2 separate regions of the Bombyx mori genome follow, and region 1 is linked to region 2. Evidence: chromatin contacts called from public Hi-C data. All regions are on one chromosome and are shown on one strand. The core of a region is the stretch at or near the end of the contact, and the rest is flanking DNA. Distances in the headings are between cores, read along the strand shown.

Region 1 (5,176 bases), core at 752-3,251, 45 kb after region 2:
ACCTGGTCCGTCTTGTTTCTACATTCATCTTTAAATATTATAGCAAACTTTGTAAATTCATACACTTTCGTATCAAATACTGAATGCTATACTGAAATATACCAAACTAAGTGACGGTAACGGAAATATTATTGCAAGGATATCGAATCCTAATAGTACGTTTTGGCTTAGAATCGTACCAGTTGAGAAAACGCATCTCCATTAAATAAACTATTTAGGTTTCCCTTTTACGTCCCCCTAACCCTTAGAAATCATTTAGCAACACTAGTCATTGACTAACGATGTTTTTCTTATAAATAAAATAGTGGAATGATAGTGCATGCTTCTTATTTTTAATACAACAAAAAAACTAACATGTACTTTTTGTTTGTTTATGCTATTGTTTTTAAATTCAGAAAAGCAAGGTTTATGATGAAATTTTTCTAGTATTCGTTAGTATAAATAAATTGTAAATTCGAGTGGACACTAAACCTTATTTCCCAACCTGCGTGATTGGTGTTAATGTCAGTATGAGAGAAGTGCGTGCAGTCACCGGCTCCATCCCGCCCGATCCTGTCCCGAAGGGCAGCGCCCGCCCGTCCGTCCTTTAACAGCATGTACCTCGACAGCAAACCAATTGTCGCTTGTCTGACGGGCAACCGTTCCATTGTCTGATTGTTGGGTACAACACACTACTCGGGTCGTGGCGATCGCGTGGCGTGCTCTCCGTGTCGATGTTGGCGGTGCTCGATGTGCGGTGCGTGCGGTGGTGCGTGTGGCGCGCGTGGCGGCGGACGCGGCTCGGCGGCGGCTCCCGGTGGCGACTTCGGCGGCGCAGAGCTCCCGGGCACGCTCCTCCGTCAAGGACGACAAGGACGGACATCTGGTCTACTGGCCCGGCTATGTCATGGGAGCGAGATGTTCGTGTCCACACCATCACTTTACCGACTTACACATTTCACACCCGTTGTTCAATCACACATAGTACACTAACACGGACACACACATAAGCATTCAGAGAGAACACACCAAAATTGAAAAAAACACCTTCCACTTGATCGCGAATGCGTACAATAACATTAAATACGATACACCAATACAGAAAGTCGAAGAATCAGCATTCCTTTTTTTTTTTTCATCTAAATTCACAGCCTTTTGGTGATAAAGAAGATTTTAAATATTTTTTTTCTTTTCTTTTATCAGATCTGAAACAGTTTGTGTCCGTGGTTATAATCATCATTCGTGAAAGTCATGCTGGAATGCTTTACATTGTATTTCCGACGTTAATACAACAGTTGAATTCTTTCAGAGTTTATTCTCGGGAAGAACGATGTCTGAAAATCAATGTAAAATTCCGTCTTGACTTTGTAACCAAGTATAATTGACTAACAGTTTCGCCTTGGTTTCATTGCAGACAAAATCATCGACACGCTCGGCGAGGGCACCTTCGGCAAAGTCGTCGAGGTGAAGGATTTAGAGCTGTAAGTGACGTTTATGCTATTTAATAGAGAATGTAGTATATTGTATAGTAAACTAGCTGACCCGGCAAACGTTGTTTGGCCATATATAAGATTTCTAGGGAATTTCTAGTTGAGTGAAAGAGGCATGTAGCACTGAGATGAAGGAATATAAAAATAACAAAACCTCATTCAACCACATACCTAACACAAAAAAAAAACAAATGTTAGGGGTGGACAACCCTTATCATTTAGGGGTATGAAAAATAGATAGTAGCCGATTCTCAGACCTACTGAAATGCATATAAAATTTAATAAAAATCAGTCAAACCGTTTCAGAGGAGTATGGTAACTAACATTGTGACACGAGAATTTTATATATAAGATTATAATACCTTTTTAAAGGTAAAAAAATATTTACCGTATGTATGGGAACCATTCCCGAAATAATCGCAACGATTATAATTATTTTTGTGTGGACGGCGCGTAATGTAACACAATCAAATTCAAGTGACGCGCGAGGTCGATGCCCCCGTCAGAAGCGAGGGGTGTGCGTCAGCTGCCTTCACTACAGATGGCAGGCTCAGGAAATATGTTCATTATACTAATCTGAGCAATTGAGGTTATAGTTTTATGACCGACCGCTTTATTGTTTTTAAAGGCAATTATTCCTATCGTATGTTCCCTGCAGACTGTCACCTGTACCTACATGGTAAAGGGTCGACTAATGCTGTGACTAGCATTCACTAGCAATGCTAGGGACACAGTCACGTCACCGTCTAGCATTAAAGACTTTTAATCCTGTGTTTCATCCTAGTTGAAGAAAGACATGTTATATGAGGGGGCATCGTGAAGAAAGGAATGACAAAGAATAGGCATTAAAATGCATAGTCGACGAACAAAGCAATTCCCAATAGTAGTGTGGTATTATACTGCAGTATTAGGTGACCATGAGGAATACATCTTCACATTGCATTTTCGTGAACGGTTCATATTGATTACTGAACCGTGTCCTTTAGTAGACGCCCTAATTACATTTTCGTATTAGTGATTGTCGCCTATCTTTGTTTACGTGGTCGAGTGCATGACACATTTCGTTTGGCATCCGCTCCGATAATATTCATAACGCATACATACATGTATGCTTTAATTGTTTACGTCAATTTCACTTGCACACTGCCAGATATTTTCACAGAGACGCTGATAAAAGAAAAAACGTAAACGATATAATTAAATATTTTCAGGGAGCACAGAATGGCTCTGAAGATAATCAAAAACGTCGAGAAGTACAGAGAGGCTGCCAAACTTGAGATTAACGTATTAGAGAAATTAGCTGACGTCGATCCGGATTGTAAGAAGTAAGTCGCGTCTGTTGTTTATTTATTTATTTTATTTATTCAGTTTTAGAGAGGAGATGCATGTGACTAGGAGATGTATGAGAATGGTAGTGTAAGTAATGTAAAGAGATCGACCGAAGAAGACACAGATAGAGTGTGTGAATGACGATATGAGAGAGAAAGAAGTGAGTGTTGAGATGACGGCTGATAGAAGAGAATGGAATAGAAAAATTAGCTGTGCCGACCCCAAAGGGAATAGGTGGAGACAAAGAAAAGATTTATTCAGTTTTATGCACATTATTATTTCTCAACCCCACAAAGATTCTCATCGTTAACGCCCCCGCAACTGGTGTAGGGAGTCCAACACTCATATAAATATTAACCTATCGATTAAGTACATGTATTTTCTACATCGATACCAAGTTTCAACTCAATCGGATGCACAGTTCAGTAGTTATAACGGAACATCCGTAAAAACCACTGTCGTTTTATTATATTAGTATAGCTTTGTATTTAGTTGGAAATTGATCCGATTTTTCATGTAAGTTGTGAGACAAAACAAAAAGGTTGATAATGAAAGGTTCTTGCGGTGTGGTGTAGTGTCGTGTCGGCGAACGTGTCAATATTTGACCTTGCCCGTTTATGTGCGACGTTATGGCTCCGACTGGCGCCGCGCCAACAGGGATCGCGATGTCAACTGGACGCGCACACCGAAATACCACCTCCCCACCGCCGCGCGATCGCAAACTTTCCAGATTCGCTCGTCCCGATATCGAACTAGCGCCCTTGATGTTTACTTCCTCTTTCGTCTATTTACGTACAAACAGTCGAATGATATTATTAGCGTATTTTAGTCGGAAAGGTAGGTAGGTAGGTGAGCGTTTTGCCTACCTATGATACTTCCATAATAATAACAAAACGTCTCCCGTCATGTTATTATAAACAGTAATGTCTATTTCTGATTAGAAACAGTTGTGTTTTTCAGTCGTTTTTACAGAACGTCGAAATTATATTAAAAGCTTCAATATACATTGGGCAATAAAAATCAAAACCGCAAAATTACAATTTGCATAATTACTGGCGGTAGGACCTCTTGTGAGTCCGCGCGGGTAGGTACCACCGCCCTGCCTATTTCTGCCGTGAAGCAGTAATGCGTTTCGGTTTGAAGGGCGGGGCAGCCGTTGTAACTATAGTGAGACCTTAGAACTCATATGTAAAGGTGGGTGCCGATGTCTATATGGGCTCCGGTAACTATTTAACTCCATTTGGGCCGTGAGCTCGTTAACGTATCGAAAACAAACAAAAAAAATTGAATTAGACGTGTGACACCACACAGTGGTAGTAATAATATTATGTGTATTCTATAATACTGAGATGTTACTTTAAGGAATATTTTTGTTTTGATTTTGTTCTTTTTTTGTTTTGTTGTTGTTGTTTGTTATTCTTTTGTTAATGCACCTACCATGCATTATCTCTGCACCACCGTATGGTCGACTGGAAGAGAATGCCCATGGCATTAAGTTCGCCTGTGTACAAGTTTTGTTTTGTGCATAAAGTATAAATAAATAAAAAATGAATGAAAGAAATAATAATGATGTTGGTTTTCGTTTATTTCAGTTTGTGCGTGAAGATGTTGGACTGGTTTGAGTACCACGGTCACATGTGCATCGCGTTTGAAATGCTCGGTCAAAGTGTATTTGACTTCCTGGTGAGTAATCGTTCCTCGCGATAAAACATTATTATTCAACACTTCCCGGGGTGGAATTGATAAATATTTCAGTTATTACTGGACTGCTACTTAAAAGACCAATATTTAAATGTTTAAGCTTACGTTGGTAAAGTTTGTCTTGTATGCTAAAGTGTACTAAAATTTCAATGCAAAACTAAATTAATACTTATTTTAGTGTCGCATATGTTGCGGAAATTGATAACGGATTTTTGAAAAAAGTACCTGTTAAAAATCATTTTAAAAACAAATACAAAAATCAAGAACTAAAACACGTCCGTAACGGTACAGGTCGACATCTAATATATCAAACTGCGCAATAGTCGCTATTCTGACGCTTCCCACTTTATACGCATTAATAGAGTGGGAAATTTCATACTCCTCCGTCCGCGCAATTTTCGTAAAAAGGTGTACAAAGTTTTTGCTTCACGTATTATTAATATATAGATAACTAGCGACCCGCTCTCGCTTCGCTTCGGAAACTGTAATTTACTATCGATTTCTCCACTATTTAATGGATGTTATTATACATATAAACCTTCCTCTTCAATCACTCTATCTATTAAAAAAACCGCATCAAAATCCGTTGCGTAGTTTTAAAGATTTAAGCATACATAGAGATATACTGGTATTACTAGTGGTAGGACCTCGTGTGAGTCCACGCGGGTAGGTACCAC
Region 2 (5,229 bases), core at 1,010-3,509:
CCCCTTTGCCTTTTCATGGGTTCTGTCTCATGCGAGGTTCGGACGCGGGTTGTTGAGCGACAGGAGGTTTTAGTCAGTTCGACTCCGACATGCCCCGCCTTCCATCCCCAGGGGAGGGCGGAAGTCCGGCGATTTCCTCCTGACCAAAAAAAAAAAAAAAAAAGTGGTTACCGTCGCTCATGTACGTCAGCAATGCCAGGGGTAGAGTCAAGCCACTGCCTACCGCACAAGCCTCGTTTCAAGAAGGACATGTCAAAGCGCTCAGGAAACACCGTGAAGGGGAGCTCATTCCAAAGTCGGATGGTACGTGGCAAAAATGATCTCTGGAAACGCACCATGGATGAACGCAGTGGCTTCAGGTAGTATGGACGGACTCTACTCCGGTGGCGGGCGGTGCGATGGTAAATACGAGATGATGGTATCATCTCAAAAAATTCCTCAGAGCACTCCCCATGAAAGATACGGTACAAAATACAAAGAGAACCGAAGTCCTTTCGCAGACCCAGAGGTTCCAACCGATCCGTGAGAATGGGATTATCGACAGTCCAAACGGCTCTCTTCTGTATGAAGTCAAATGGAAGTAGCTGGTATTTGGGAGCCCCGGCCCAGAGATGGGAACAGTACTCCACGCGAGGCTGGACCTGTGCTTTGTAAAGCAAATGTCTTTGTCCAGGCGTGAAGTACCGCTTCGCTCTGTTGAGGACTCCCGGCATTTTTGAGGCCAACTTGGCTTTGCCCTCCAAATTGGACATCGCTCGAAATGTCTACCCCAAGTATACCATTACTCTTGGAAGGTTGCAGGGTAACTCCTTGGAATTGCGGCACCATGGCAAAGGGGTACTTTTTCGCAGTGAACGCGCAAACTTGTGCCTTTAACCTGTGAACCTAGTTCAATTCAACCCACTCGGAGACTCGCTCCAGAGAGCTCTCCACTTCAGACACAAGCTTAGATCGTCTCTCCTGTACCACGATCCGAGAAAGACTCTGATGGCCGATATATCGCGCATCCCCGTATTGTCATCCGCATAGCAATGCATGCCATCAATGGATAGCATGTCCTTGATATACAGGATGAAAACCGTGGGGGAGAGCACCGAACCCTGTTGAACGCCAGCGTTAATGGTCGTGGTATCGGAGCAACAACCGTCTATAACGACAGTGATGCTCCGACCATCCAAAAAGCTAGCGATCCACCTGCAGAGCCCCTCGGGGAATCCGTAAGATAGTAGCTTCGACAGAAGTGCCCTATGCCAGACCAAGGACCACAGTAAGAGCCTCGCCTTTGCTCTCCAAGGCTTCGGCCCACCTGTGATTAAGGTAACTCCAATTTTTTTTCTTATATTTTTTACATTATGGTAATGCACTTATCGCGATGCCAATGTTGCCAGCATTGAGCTTATTATATATTTAATTATTGAATCTCAAAAAAAAACTTTTTTTGATTAAGAAATACAGTGGAATTAAATGAACTTTTTTAAATGAAATGGTGATTGGCATTGACTGAAGAATATGATTTGTGATTTAAACTTTTTTACAGAAAATTTTTGCTAATTAAAAACGATTGAATTTCTTTTTAATATTCCTTAAACTTATGTTTTAATGAATATAAAATGTCATCGCTATTAAAGATGTCAACAAGACAGATTGGAAACGTCAGGTCTCAAAATTTTTTATCTATGAGATATCGTATGAAGAATCTATCTGGACTTATAGGCGGGAACGCGAGGAGTGAAGTTGTGTGATTTATTTTATTTTGTCTATTTAGTTTTTCTTCCGGTTTAAATGTGTAATAATGGTGGTTTATTAACTGTTTAACATCTGTGAAAGTGCACAAATGTGGGAAAATGAAACAAAGCCGCTGGACGTAACTTCTCGGGATCCTCCAAAAAGTTCACTGAAAAAATCTTAGTAAATGACCACCATTTTACTGAGATTTAAATTTATCTCAGTTGATTGCTTCAAATTAATCATCTTCATTTCATTTCATTTTACTTCATATTATCATTTTTCATATAAACGAATATAAATTAAGACTTGACTTAAAGGTCTTAGCTACCAGGTCAAAAAAACCCTTAAAAAATACCAACAGACTGGACTTTTGGCGGGAATGCGAGGAGTGAAGTTATGTGATTATATTATCTATTTAGTATTTCTTCAGGTTTAAATGTGTAATAACAGTAGTTTATTAACTGTTTAATATCTGCCAAAATGCACAAATGTGGGAAAATAAACAATGCCGCTGCACGTAGCTTCTCGGCATCATCCAAAAGGTCCACTGAAAAAATCTCAGTAAATGACCACCATTTTGAGATTATATTTCATCCCATATAATCTCATTTAATTTCACTCCATATTATAATTTTTCATAACATAAAATAATACATGACTTAAAGGTCTTAGTTACCAGGTCATAAAATCCCTTAAAAAAACCACCATACTGTGATTCTGAATTACTGTATAACTAAACTTTTTAAAGGGTAAATCTTAATCACCCAGTTTTTTTTTAAGAAGCAGAATTTATTTTTGAACCATTTTGTAATTTTTTTAAGTTAAGAATATTATTCAATCATTTATAACAGCCACTTTGATTTTGATACACTATAATTTGAAATACGTATGTTGACGCCATTGCTATCTGTCAAAAACAGCGATCAACGATCCAACCCGCTTGTCTCGGTTTCGGATCGATGTTCGGCCCTTTACTGCGACGAAGTATACTTCAAGGTTCAGCATCACGAACTTGGAATTGTTTAACAAATTTTACTCAACTACTTTGGTGTAAATTAAAACATTTACGTGAAATCAGGGTAAGTTAAAACTTTAGTCAACATAAATGTCACATCAGTGCCTAGGGCTCCACTGGAGTCACGGAGAAACCAACATGGCGTCCTCATGTAAATAACTTATGACATTTGATGCATTGGCCACATGAATCGCAATTATTAGTTAAAAACATCGTTTATTTGAAGCCACACTAACTGATAAGAGTGACGATAATTTCAACAACATTTAAGTTTATTGTTTAGTGCTGAATTCAAATTAAAAAGAATCGATTGTCTTCAAACATTAAACTGGTATATTTTGCATTTCTCTACTTAGAAACTTGATGTTCAATAGATAAATTGAACATGCTAGAAACAGGCATGGAGACGACGCAGCTTGCATGCCACATCAACGCTACCATATTAAGTTACCACACATTTCTTATTTGGTTCATATAATATTCACAAAGCAGATAAAATTTTATTTCATTTATTTCAAATGCAATCTTATGAAATGGCCATAAATGCATCACTAAATTGATGAATTAGTGTTTTAAAAATAGTACTATGAAATTGCAATACTGCATGTTGGTTTGCACTCTCATGAACCCTTGACTAGTTTTGTCAATGGTCTAAAAGATTTATGTTTTTCAGCTTAAACTGCTTGGATACGAGTTTTGATATCCTTGTTAATGGTAAGTGGAGGTACATCTTGTACTTTCCTTATAATGTGACTGTCAAAAACATTTTATTAGATACAAGATTTGTTATTGAAAATAATAAGGTTAATGAACAAAGATCTCTTTAAAATTTAATTTCTTTGAGAACAGGAAGTATAGTAAATCTTGGCCAGGTTTTTTTAGAAAATAAAACATAAGTTTCCACACACAAGATCATTTATTTCTTACTGACATTAAGTTATCATCTACTCTTGTATGGTTGATTACTTAAGTGTTTTATTTTATAGGTCAAGTTCCAATTTTACAAATATACCATATTAATGCCCTTTAGTATACATCTACATAGTAACAAATAAGATATGTATCTATTTTCTATATAGTTTCATCACTATTAGCTTTATTCTTGTCTATACACATTAGCCTAAAAGTAACAATGCTATTTAAACACAGACAGAAAATTGGATCATAAGATTTTGTTGAAAACAATATTTTTGACAGTCATATTTTTCAGCATGAACTATATGGAATGGCTTGCTTATTGCATAACAAATGCGTTTCATTATAACAAATAAACTCTGAATATATTATGTCAAGAAAATCTAAAAAGGACATCTAAAGACATAAGAAGAATACTACTGAAATTTATTCATCTATCATTATTTTGTATTAATTATAATTTTCGTCAAACAGTATTTCAGTTCATATTTTTAGTTATTAAATAGTCATCAAAATTTTGTTAAAAAGTTAATTTACATCAGGGGTTCCCAAACTTATTTTGTCACTGCCCACTTTGAGAATAAATTCATTTTTAGCACCCCCATTTTTCATCTACTGAAAAACCACTATAGTGAGAGCTCAGTTAAGAGTAAAGGTCCTCCTGAATGACATTATAAATCACCTCCCAAGCCTCTATAGACAACGTCCCCATTCTTTTTCTGGGTCTCTGACCGCCCCCCTTTAGGCCTGCAGCGCCCACAAGGGGGCGTTATCGCTTACTTTGGGAAAGACTGATTTACATGGTAATTTAAAAAAAATTATAAAAATCTGAATGATACTTTTCATGACCAATACAATCAAGAATCAATACATTTCATGACCAAACCTTTTTATAGACTAGTAAATGGTGGATTAAAAATTGGAAATTACTTCTTAAATTGTTCATCTGAACCATCATATTCAAGTTTCATTTAACAATAATAAATTTGTGGTATACCAAATATGGGGTAAAAATTTGTATTGATTAAATAACACAGCTGTATTAATGTTTCCATTCTTTGACCTTGAATGCTTTAGTCAATGCTGATTGGATTAAAAATAATGTACTGAACATGACATTTTAAACTTCATGTTTTTAATTTCTATGCAAAAACACAAAAAATTATTCATTGAATTTTAATAATGTTTTTAATTGGATGTCATATTTGTTGTTAGTTATGTTTTGACTTACAACAATATAAATGTCCAAAAAGCAAAAGCAAATCTATGGTGCATTGTTACATTTCCTCATTTATCCAATTCCAAGCAATGTTACTATTTTGAGTAATCTTGAGCTTTTGCCCCGCAACAACCGTTCCTTGAATAGGTTGAAGCTTTTTCAGCAATATTATATAATTCAATTACCATGGAATTTCTATATTATATGTTATATTCAAATATAAATGCTAACAATGCTTGCAAAACAGGGTTTTAGTTTTTCATTTTCATCATTCTATTTATTATATTCTTCTATCTACAGATGCCCCGCACACGTAGGAAGCATTATTCTTCACATTCACAATCCAGATCAA

The links. Hi-C and Micro-C count contacts between places; a contact is called where the count stands out from the background.
Region 1: a Hi-C map of posterior silk gland shows a contact between it and region 2, with 1.9 times the contacts expected there. The contact joins the enhancer-like site here to the promoter of LOC101737313 in region 2. A contact is called at or near these places in 5 of 7 Hi-C or Micro-C datasets (middle silk gland, midgut, posterior silk gland and 1 more).

Annotation. Positions count from the first base shown.
Region 1 is chr6:3,985,045-3,990,220 of ASM3026992v2, forward strand. LOC101737313 (serine/threonine-protein kinase Doa) reads left to right here. Exons shown (of 15, transcript XM_062668980.1): 5 at 818-899; 6 at 1,394-1,460; 7 at 2,681-2,794; 8 at 4,391-4,481. Among protein-coding and RNA genes, the nearest start is that of LOC100101182, 39 kb to the right of the region's middle. Within about 2 kb of position 2,002, at least 6 of the 8 cell types and tissues checked have open chromatin away from gene starts, as enhancers often do.
Region 2 is chr6:3,939,781-3,945,009 of ASM3026992v2, forward strand. LOC101737313 (serine/threonine-protein kinase Doa) reads left to right here and starts at 2,260. Exons shown (of 15, transcript XM_062668980.1): 1 at 2,260-2,807; 2 at 3,417-3,457; 3 at 5,178-5,229. The coding sequence starts at 3,455.